Linked DNA regions of Mus musculus: region 2 is linked to region 1. Evidence: chromatin contacts called from public HiChIP or PLAC-seq data. All regions are on one chromosome and are shown on one strand. The core of a region is the stretch at or near the end of the contact, and the rest is flanking DNA. Distances in the headings are between cores, read along the strand shown. Region 1 holds the start of Wdr37 (WD repeat domain 37). Region 2 overlaps Larp4b (La ribonucleoprotein domain family, member 4B).

Region 1 (5,652 bases), core at 2,919-5,418:
GCAGATCTCTTTAGCTCCTTGGATACTTTCTCTAGCTCCTCCATTGGGGGCCCGCATAGGCCTCTTTATGCAATTCAGAGTCATATGACTACCTCTCTATATGGGAAGTATATAAAGAGATGAAACTTGGGAATCATACCTTAAGACTCTTCCTGTTCATCTTTGTATAACAGCAATATTTGTTTTTTTGCCTTTGAATGTTGGAAGATGTAAGTTGTTTTTTTTTTAAATATTTATTTATTTATTATATGTAAGTACACTGTAGCTGTCCTCAGACACTCCAGAAGAGGGAGTCAGATCTCGTTATGGATGGTTGTGAGCCACCATGTGGTTGCTGGGATTTGAACTCCTGACCTTCGGAAGAGCAGTCGGGTGCTCTTACCCACTGAGCCATCTCACCAGCCCGTAACTTGTTTTTATATAGGCTCATTGCTAAGTTTGTTTTGGGTTTCAGAAGAAACTTGAATTTAAGTATTTGAGATGGCTGTCAAGATAGCTCAGCTGTTAACAGTAAGAACGGCTCTTGTAATGGACTTAAGTTTGATTTTTAGAGCTATGTTTAGATGCTTATAGTGGTCTATAACTCTAGGAGATCCACACTATCTTCTGGATTCCTTAGACAACTGTGTTCATGTACACACACAGACACACACACACACACACGAACATTCAGAAAATACTTTGTAATTGTTACGGAGTTTGGAGACTCTTGGGAGTAGACTCAACACATTTAGCATTATGAGGTAACCATGAGTCTTGGGAGGCCAAGAGCATAATGTTATACTTTCACAAAATGATTTTCACAGGGTCACATTTTGGGTGCATGTCCCTTAGATGGGGGTGCTACTTTGGAAAAAGTGAGGAAACTATAGGTAGGGTCTAAGATAAGCCTTTAAGGGTATTTATTCCTGGCCTCCCCTTGCTTTGTTCTTTGCTTCTTGTCTGACATTAGGTGAAGAATTTATTCTGCCAAATGTTCTTACCACCATGTCCTGCACAAGTGACTATGAACTAATTCCCCTGAAACCATGTACCAGAAGAAATGATCTCTTCCTTTTTCAAATCAGGTATCTTGGTCATAGCATCAGAAAACTAACACAATATCATAATATTTACATTTCAACATTGTATTTTGTGAAGATTCTGTTACTTAGGTCACTTAGGTGTATTATCTTCACAATGATGCCCTTGTATATAATCCTGAGATGGTGAAATGTAGGATTTGGATTGCACAATACAAGTACAGTACGCATGAGTAATGCTCCTTTATGTAACTCAGATTCATATAGCACTTTCAAAACTAATATTATGCAAACAGTTTCACTTTAGGCTGTTTTTTTTCCCCAAGACAGGATTTCTCTATAGCCCTGGCTATCCTCAAACTCACTCTATAGACCAGACTGGTCTTGAACCCAGAGATCCTCTCATCTCTGCCTCCCAAGGGCTGGAATTAAAGGTATGCATTGTCACTGCCCTGCTAATTTTTTTCTTTAAACTTTTAAAACTTTATATGTATGAATATTTTACATACATGTACACCATATGTGTGCTTTATACCTGAGGGGATCAGAAGAAGGCATCGGAGCCCACAGAACTGAAATTACAGATGTTGAAGCCTGCTCCTTTTAACATCACTGCAGCAATTTTGTATTCAGTCTCCATTTTGCTCATAAGTTGAAATTAAGTTCAGTTCTCAGACTCCACTTTCCAGAAGTGATTATCCATAGCTGACACTGAAGAATGCTACTAATAAGCCAAGAAGTTATGATTATAGTACTTATGCTCTGTTATCTCAGTGCTCTGAAATTCCCTTTTACTACCTGCCACCCCTCTTACCTTACTCAGGACCAATCAGCTTAAAGTTAGCAGCTACTACTTTTGTCTAGTTAGGCAACATTTTGTGCTACTCCCCCACAACCCCCTTACCTTCTAAACCTTTGAATCTGTTTTTTCCTATAAAAAGCCTGCCCTAAAAACAGACTGGTACCACAAAATTAGGTTCCCGAATCCTTTTTGTGGTCCTGATTGATCAGTCTTGGAGTGTGTGTTCTACAAACCATTTTTGCTTACCTGAGATCTGTGTTCGTATGGTTTGTGATGCAATTTCTGAACCTCAACAACAGTCAATTGTAACCTGTGGGTGCTGGGAACTGAAACTGGGTCTTCTGCATGAATACTCAGTGCTCTTAACAGACAGCTACCTCTTAGGGTTTCCTTGCTGTGAAGAGACGCCAAGACCACAGCAATTCTTACAAAAGACATCTAACTGGAGCTGGTTACAGCTCTGAGGTTCAGTCCATTCTTGTCTTGGTAGGAAGAAGGGCAGCATGCAGGCAGACATGGTACTGCAGGAGGAGCTGAGAGTTCTACTTCTTGATCTGAAAGCAGTAGGAGACTGAGACTCACTTGCCAGACTTGACCTTCTGAGACCTTAAAGACTGCTCTCAGGCACACACTTCCTCCAGCAACATCCCACCTACTCCAGCAAGGCAACATCTCCTAATAATGCCACTCCCTCTAGGCCTATGGGGGCCATTTTATTAAAACCACCACGCTTTGTTTTTTTTTTTTTTTTGGTGGAACTCTAAATATACCAAAGATAAAATGTACTTCCATTAAAAGTATCTTAAGTGGCACCCAAATGTGGCTGCTTTGTTGCAAACTTAGTGGAATGCTACTTGGATATGGAACTATGCTTTACAGTACTTTCTGCTGGCTATCATTAACAGCAGAATGTCTTATGCATTCTTTGTTACTAGTTAAAATTTTCTTAAATAAATATCACAGCCTCCAAATTTGACAGTGATTTCTCTGAGAAGCCAAATCTTTTTTTTCTCAGTTCATATTTATAGACTGTTACTAGTGATAAGCTTTGTATACTATATTTTTTTTAAAAAAAGATTTATTTATTTATTTTATGTATACAAGTACACTCTAGCTGTACAGATGGTTGTGAACCACCATGTGGTTGCTGGGGTTTGAACTCAGTTTAAGAGCAGTCAGAGCTCTTAACCATTGAGCTATCTCTCCAGCCCCCTGAATATTATACTTGATACACAAGTAACCCACAATTTCTTGTACAGAATGTTTTGGTTATTCGAGTCTCCAAATACGATAAATTTATTTCTTCTCCAGCAAACATCTTGCATTACTGCTTCTTGAATCTGAACCTTCAGTTTTATCTTATAGGAAGAATGTTGACCCATATAGAAGGAAAATACTATCATGCTTTTACTGTAGGTGAGTTTTAAACATCTAGTTCAAGTTGCTCGCAGAGACAAGGCTGTTTATGTAACAGCTCCATTCTGCTATGTAGGTCTTCCCAACCCTGATTAACGGGGAAAAGCGGCTCAAGTCCCACCTTTTGCAGTGAACAGCTGATTCTATTTTCCCCTCTTAGCCAATGGTGATCAGATATTTCAGAAGGAAACTGGGTGAGTCATCTTCTGCAGATAAGCTGAAATATTAATAGTTCTATCTCTACCAGGCTCTCCTGCAGCCAGCTAGCAAGACTCCCACTGAGCCCTGCCTGAGGAGCCATTCCTAGCAGATCAGCCTGTAAAGCAGTTGGATTTGAGAGATTCTGAAAGCGATTACGTTAAATAGTACACTCGACTTTGCATTTTAATAGATTATTTTTCTTACCAGTTTTTGGGCTGTGCGAGTGTTTAGGACAGATGGACTTAAAACCTGCCTGACCGTGGACCCCTCACCGGAATCCCTGCAGTGGTAAGTACCCACGGTCCGGGAGGCTGTGTGTGCTTCTCCCTGTTACCGACGCTACAGGGTCTCGGGGAGCAATTCGTGCAAGGATCGCGTGTACCGTTAGTGTGTGGTGCAGAATTTGGGGTCTAGCAGTGCCTGTAAGCACCTTGGGAAAGCTCCTAACAGGGAAAGCGCTGAGCCTACTTGCGCCACCAGGGGACGCCATACTCGTTCTGCAGTCACTCGCTGGGTCTTGGCTCAGCGCGCTGCTAGGCCATAGTTTAGGTCTCCAGGACCCGGCGTCAAAGCCGAAAGCCAAAACAGGAGACTATCCCGCGGAACAAGCCTGTGGGACTGAGCGAAGGAGACCAGGAAAGAACTTCCGCAGCCGTTGGGCATGGGGCGGAGCTTCCGGTCTGTTTTTTTTTTTTTAAGGACCATCTCTGAGGGCGGGACTTCCGCAGTTACCGGAAGTACGGGCGCGCCAGTTCGGGTCGCCGGGTTGTGTCAGTGCGGGAATCGGCCGGTTTTTTTTCCTGCTCTGGGTCTGCCTCGGGAGCCTCGTCGCGGGGGGATCTACGAATTGAGTGCGACGTAGGCTGGTTCCAGGCGGACGCGAGTGCTGCTGCTGTGACAGGTGACGCCATCTTCTCAGCTGTCTGGCTTGGCATCCTTCTCGGGCGCTCGGGGGATGTCAGGTGTCCGGGTGGCGGTGGGGACGAGGCTTCGAGGTGGATGAAGGATACAGTCCTAATCCTGCGCACTCTCTCTGGCTCCCTGTGTACTCAAGTGGCGTCTACCTGGCTGTCTGTGTCCCGTGGGAAGCCCAGAGTTTTCGAAGATGGTGGCCTTCGATCCCGCAAAGACGGGGTATGGCCTCTGGGAAGGAGGAAGGGTGGGGGGCGGAGATGGGGTAAGCAGATGCTGAAGTGGTAAAACCCCGCCACGCCTTTGTTTCTCTTTCTGAAGACTTCCTTTTCTTCCCCGTACACTTCTATTTCCTAAGTTTTAAGGCATCATAATGGGCCAGTTTTACCAAAAAGTTGCATAAATATGCCATTTCACTTCGCGAGCAGACATAACCGAACGATTGATCAGGTTCTTAGAGGTTTTATCATCTAACTTGAACTCTTCGATGTTTCTTGTGCTTGAAGACGAGGACCGTTAGCTCTACACCACTCACTCTCTTGCCCGGATGTAGATTGCTAGGCAGTTTCTTTGAAGTTCAGATGGGTTTTCTTTACATTGCTTATTGTGGCCTACAAAGTATGCCATCAAAGCGGTACTGAAACCTTTTTACCTCTAAGCAGTACACCTGGTGATAATAAGCCTCCAGGATACTTCTCCCTTTTCTAAGAAATCTTCTATTATGCTACCTTCCTTGCTGTTTTGGTTACTTTGCCGATCACATTTTCAAGTGTTTGTAAATTCTCTTTGACACCTAAGCCACATACTTGAGCATAGTATATATAAATATAACCTGACCAAAGTAAGTAGAGGCCTTCTATTAGTGTTGCCCATAGGAGACGCAGAGCAGTGGCCAGTGGCCACATGAAATAACAGTGTGACCTTGATGTTTATGACAGCTACGTTTTTGCAGTGTATATCAAGCCTTCTTGCATAAATTTCTGGACACAGGACCTAAGTATGCTTCCTTTGGTTTTCTTACTCTGAGATGTTACTTCCTTTAGTATAGGTACGTTGGTCTGTTATCTTACTTTGCCCTTGATTTGAGGTAAAATCCTTGGGGTTGGGTATTTCCCCCAGCAGTGATACTAAGAGTTTTGTTAGTTGTCCTGTCCTGATTTATTCAAAGAAAGATATGCTTTCTAGATTTGAATTTCTTTTTTGGTTATTGAGAAAAAAATTCTTGGTGGTAGCTTATTTAATTACTGATGCCTGTCAGCTCAGTGCCATCCTTAGACTCGATAAGTGTGCATCATTTGC
Region 2 (5,480 bases), core at 2,345-4,844, 240 kb before region 1:
ACTGAGATTAAAAATCTTTCTCCCTAGGTAGCCTCTATAGTACCAGAATGGGCTACCCAGGCTCCAGGGTGAGAATTGTCATGAACAATCTTACTCTATGGTGGGTCTTTCATGGTATATCATCAACCTGTTAGGTAGGGTATGCCCTGCTAATAAAATAGAGGTATGTCCCCTTCGTTTTGGCTGGTATTGAGACCCACTCCACTCCAGGGGGGAAATCCCTTCTGGTCTCATCAAGCCTGGTCAGAGCTGGGCCTGTGGGGGCTATAGGTCTAATTTTGCTATGATATGCCCATCATTTCTCCCTCTTAGGCTTTTGCAAAAGCTGTCAACTTTGGCACAAGAGACACCCCCCGCAGCGAGCAGCAGTAACTACAGACTCACAGTGGTCACAGTGATCACACTGACTGCTGCACACTCAGTCATCAATGGGACATCCACAGTCACCTCATAGAAGACAGTTTCAATGACCAATGGGACATCCACAGTCACCTCATAGAAGATAGTTTCAAGACTGTAAGAACCTAAAGAAAGGATAAAATATTTAGGAAAGCTCTCTGCTAGGCACAGCATGGCCACAACACTCCTGAGCCCACAGCAGCTGTGATCAACCTACCATGTGGGAGTGGGCACTCTTGAGGCCCCATGACTCCCTAAGGATTGTAGCTCAGGTTGTCCTTGACCTTGCTTGCTGTGTAGTCAGAAAACTTGTGACTTCTGGTTCTAAAGTCTCCATTTTCTGCATGCTCGGATTGCAGGCATGCCCTACCATGCCCACTTTATGCTGTGCTGGGAGTTGAACCCAGGACCTTGTGCATAACAGACAAGAACTCTACCACCTTACCTATATCCTCAGCCCTAAACAGGTATTTTATAAGTCATATAGATTATCCTAAATCACCTGAGCAATGAAAAACTACTTAGTATTTGCCCAACCCACCCTCTAAAAAAATCAAAGAAGCTGGAGGGAGGGCAGCTCTCTGCTTTAGATGTGTGGATCCATATGCACATGTGTATGTACGCTTTGTCTTAAACCTTTGAGACTGAGTGGGTTTCAGTAATGTGGAGGCAGGGTGACTGCCAACCCTAGTGACCCTCCTGTCTCTGGCTCCCACAGTGCTAGGGTTACAGGTGTGAATGGCCATATCCAGCTTTTTATGTGAGTGCCTAAGATTTAAACTCAGGTCCTCATGCTGTGTGTGTGTTAAGTGTTCTTACAAAGTCAGCTATTTCCCTAGCCCAGTCAGGGCAATTCTGAAGGGCAGATTTAGGTATGTAAGAAAACTACTAGGAAGGAGGGACCAGGAAGGGGGACAACATTTGAGATGTAAATAAATAATTAATAAAATGGAAAGAAAAAGGACAAAAAAGAAAACTACTTAAGATGAAGCTGGTCTTGAATCACAGTGTCAGAATAGAATCACAAGAGTCAGAATAACAAGAAACACCGTTTCAAAGAATGTGAGTGAAAAAACCTAAGTGGCACAGGGCTTAGTGTCAATCTGGGAGTGAGCAGGATAGTCTCATCCAAATCTGTCAAGCCCTGGGGCAGGGATGCCTTAACCTCTGGAGACTTAGATCTGCTGTTGCAGCAGAAGCTGAGCACTGAAGCTGCAGAGGACTAAAGCTGTATCTCCTAGAGCACGTGTACAGATTTCAGTGCTGTTTGCTTCCCTGATTCCAGAGCACCCCAGAGTCAGGCTCAGAGCATCTGGGGGAGGAGGGAGAACCTGCCCAGCTCACAGCCTACACAGTTAAGTGTGGCCATCAGAGGCTCCCAGTGCACAAAGCACAGACGCTACTGAACTGCAGTGACAGACACGACACTTGTCTAGCATGGGCTCAGCACCAATATAAATTGTAAGAAAGACTCTCCCAGTTTAACTGACACTCTCCCCACCCCCAACTCCTACCCCTCCCACCCCGCCCACCATGAAGAGTCCAATTTTGGAGAACTGAGAAAAAGCCACTCCAACAGGTCATTTACTATACTTTGAATAGTATTTTGAGTTTAAGAGCTATCATGCCTTTTTTTTTCCCCACATATATATCTAATCCTTTTTAAAATTTTCATTGCTAAGTGAACTTTTAAAAACTCACTCTTCTTTCCTCTTCCACTTTAGTCACGTTTCCCAGCCCTTCTCCAGTCCTCCCTCCTCTAACCTGTAACTGCAAACACTTTACTTTCACGCCTCATGACTGTTCTACAGCCATTATGGGCTTTAATGAATTTTAACTGTGTGTGTGTACCTTGTTCAGGTTTTGTTGTTGTTGTTGCTAATACAGTCTTTATTTGAGGACTGAGAAGGCTGCTTCAAGTTGGGGAGATAGTCCAGGCAACAAAGTACTTAGCATTGAGAGTGAGGAACTGAGTTCAGTCCCCCAGCACATACATAAAAAGTTAGGTGCAGTAGCCTAATTACTGTAGGCTAATCATTGAGCTCTAGGTTTAGTGAGAGACTGTGTCTCTCAAAAAGGGTAGATAAGCCTTTGACCTTTGAATTCCACGCACATACATACAGATGTGCATACACATGTGTACATGTATACAACTATATACCACACAACAGCATTCATGCACAAGCAAACAGGCTGCTCAGTAAGAAGACAAAGGGGATCCGGGATGCAGGGTTCAATTCCCAGCACCATGTAAACTAGGTGTGGTAGTACCGAATTGTACTACCTACTATATAATCTCAGGAAATGGAGGCAGGACAATTGAAGTTCAAGGTCAATCTCAGCTGCCTTGCATGTTTGGTGCCAGAATGAGTATGAGTCTCAATATTAAGGAAAAAAAAATGTTTAAAGGGCTATCACCAGCTTGTCTGACACCAAGTAGGTTGGGCTTTTGTTTTTGTTTTTTAAAAGATAAACCTGGGATATCTTAATATGAAAGTAAGGAAACTATTCATAGTAAGTGTGGCTACACTACAAGAACACTAAAGCCACAGCAGGAGAGGCAAAGGTCTTGAATGTATATGAAATATGGTATCTAAAAGTCCCTGAAAGCTAAAAACATCACCACTATACTGTAAGGACACCAATTCATTATCCTACAGATTATTAAGGGAAACAGTTATGTAGTCCACCCCCCCCCCAGATTAATCAATATTTCATGACAAAACAGTCATCAAGAGAAAAGCCTCAGTAAATGAAGAATGAATGATTTTTAAAATATCAAGATGTGGGCTACAGACAGCTCAGCGGTTAAGAGCACTGACTGCTCTTCCAGAGGTCCTGAGTTCAATTCCCAGCAACCACATGGTGGCTCACAACCATCTGTAATGGGGATCTGATGCCTTTTTCTGGTGTGTCTGAAGACAGCGACAGTATACTCACATACATGAAATTAATTAATTAGTAAAAAAATTAATCATTAAAAATACCAAGATGTTAAAGAGTTTAGTGCTTAACATAGTGGCATATGGCTACAATGTCAGCATTTAGGAGCCCGAGACCAGAGGGATTTTTATCCTACTTTATAGATAAAACTGTAAATCAGATCCTGACTGGGGCCATTTCTTAGTCTTATCACTGAAACTGGAACTCTAGGCATTCTTCCCACTTCCTGGTCTTGCTATATATAGTGCCTTTCCTGCAAGATGGAATGTATGGCCTCAAACTGAGAGCCAGAAACCCCTCCCTCCCTTTAATTACTTCTTAGGCAGTTTGTCGTAAGAATGGGAAACTAATACAATCTGGAATTTGCTTTTTAAATATGCTAATAAAATTTAAAGAGAGAAAAAGAAACAAAACCACAAGGACGGCAGATCAATGGCTGCTGAAACCAGATAGTACAGGTCAGCTGAGTGAGGTTTATGAAACTGTACTCAAAAGTAAAAACTTCGTATATTTAAATCTAAGGAAAATATGGCTTAGATATTACTGATACTCAATTAAAATGTCACATTTATTTATACTTAAAATGTGTCCTTGATGAAATCAAAGGAAATGTGCAAACCATTTTTTTGTTTGTTTGGTTTGTTTTTGTTTTTTCGAGACAGGGTTTCTCTGTATAGCCCTGGCTGTCCTGGAACTCACTTTGTACACCAGGCTGGCCTCAAACTCAGAAATCCGCCTGCCTCTGCCTCCCAAGTGCTGGGATTAAAGGCATGCGCCACCACGCCCGGCTGCAAACCATTTTTATGAAGAATAATTGTGTTGGCTTTTGCCATAAAAAGGAAATAAGACACTCAACTACAGAAAAGCAGAAACTAGTACAATCAATCACAACGGTTTAAAAATTGACAAAACCGGCAAAGTAAAAAACAAACAAACAAACAAACAAACAAAAAAAAAACCATGATATGAAATGATAAACAGTAAGGTTGTAACTAGATTTTTAAAATTCACATAACTTAGTAGTTACTTAAAAAACAAAACTAGAAAGAAATAAGCAAAGAGATTGACAATGTATGATTGAGGTTTCACTTCTTGCACACTGCACAGATAGACACACTGTAGCAAGGATCCAACAGTACAACTCAGTCCACTGATGCATCTTTCATTATCACTCAAACACAAATGACTCACTACAGTGCTGACCAAGTAAGTACTCTATGTCCTTCACCATCAGCATTCATACAATGACGTTTACCAAGTCTCTTCTCAGTCTCATGACTGGGACCAAGGGATGAAACACAAGGAAAGTACTAGACGCTACTATACAGTCACGTTCAAGAACTCCAACTTAATTTCTAAAAGTTTACCAAAAAGGAAAAAGAAGAAAAAGGTAAGTGAGGGGCCAACAAGATGGCTCAGAGGGTGGAAGTACTTGAGCACAGGCCTGATGCTTTCACTTGCTCTGGGGATCCTACAGGGTGGCAGAAAAGAACTCGAGAAAGCTGTCCTCACTTCTACACATGCACCCTGGCATGGGTTGGGGCCACACAGGCGCACACACACACACACACACATGTGCAACTACATATACACACAAAAATAAATTTTGCAAGTTAAAAAATAGTAAATGAATAATATTCAACTAGGTAAGTAAACAGTTTTCTCTGAATAAGAAAAACAGGCTCTTCACAACTGGACACCTGCCTTAGTACTGTGTGGATCCCTGGGCAATCAATTTTAAAAGCCAAATTGTTTTTACTTTTAATGTCCAAATGTATTTATAAGTGAAACAGTTTACCTACTAGACTCTGACTTCTTTGAAACTAAGTAAATTCATCAGGGGGGAAAATTGTCAAAGCAGTTCTAATGGAGAGTTATTAAAATAAAACTCTAGCATTGTAGGGCTGAAAAGAAGGCTATTTTTTAGTGTTATTATTTTTCTATTTCTAGAGAGGAGGTGTAAGGAAGTGAGACAAAATAGGAACTGGAGTGTCTCATTCATTTGCTCCATGTTGCTAGATCATATTCTCTCATGGCTGTCAGCATCATTCTGACATATCTAAAATGTGTATTCTGGTTTTACACACACACACACACACACATACACACACGCACAATGTACACACACATACTCTACA

Evidence for each region. HiChIP or PLAC-seq counts read pairs in DNA pulled down with a chosen protein or histone mark.
Region 2: a contact with region 1 is called in an H3K4me3 HiChIP or PLAC-seq map of bone marrow-derived macrophages, with 3 times the contacts expected there. The contact joins the enhancer-like site here to the promoter of Wdr37 in region 1. A contact is called at or near these places in 6 of 39 promoter capture datasets (the C10 cell line, the HPC-7 cell line, HPC-7-derived erythroid cells and 4 more), 6 of 484 Hi-C or Micro-C datasets (the G1E-ER4 cell line, the HPC-7 cell line, centroblasts and 3 more), 11 of 115 datasets of contacts at active chromatin or transcription factors (the SCID.adh cell line, bone marrow-derived macrophages, embryonic stem cells and 5 more) and 3 of 9 other capture datasets (adipose tissue, liver and macrophages).

The regions. Positions count from the first base shown.
Region 1 is chr13:8,869,560-8,875,211 of GRCm38.p6, reverse strand. It overlaps Wdr37 (WD repeat domain 37), which reads left to right and starts at 4,168. Exons shown (of 14, transcript NM_172445.3): 1 at 4,168-4,342.
Region 2 is chr13:9,113,010-9,118,489 of GRCm38.p6, reverse strand. The region is part of intron 1 of Larp4b (La ribonucleoprotein domain family, member 4B); the gene reads right to left. Among named protein-coding and RNA genes, the nearest start is that of Larp4b, 22 kb to the right of the region's middle. Within about 2 kb of position 3,594, at least 13 of the 459 cell types and tissues checked have an H3K27ac peak or open chromatin away from gene starts, as enhancers often do. A contact at or near this core is called in the G1E-ER4 cell line and bone marrow-derived macrophages, where this site is marked.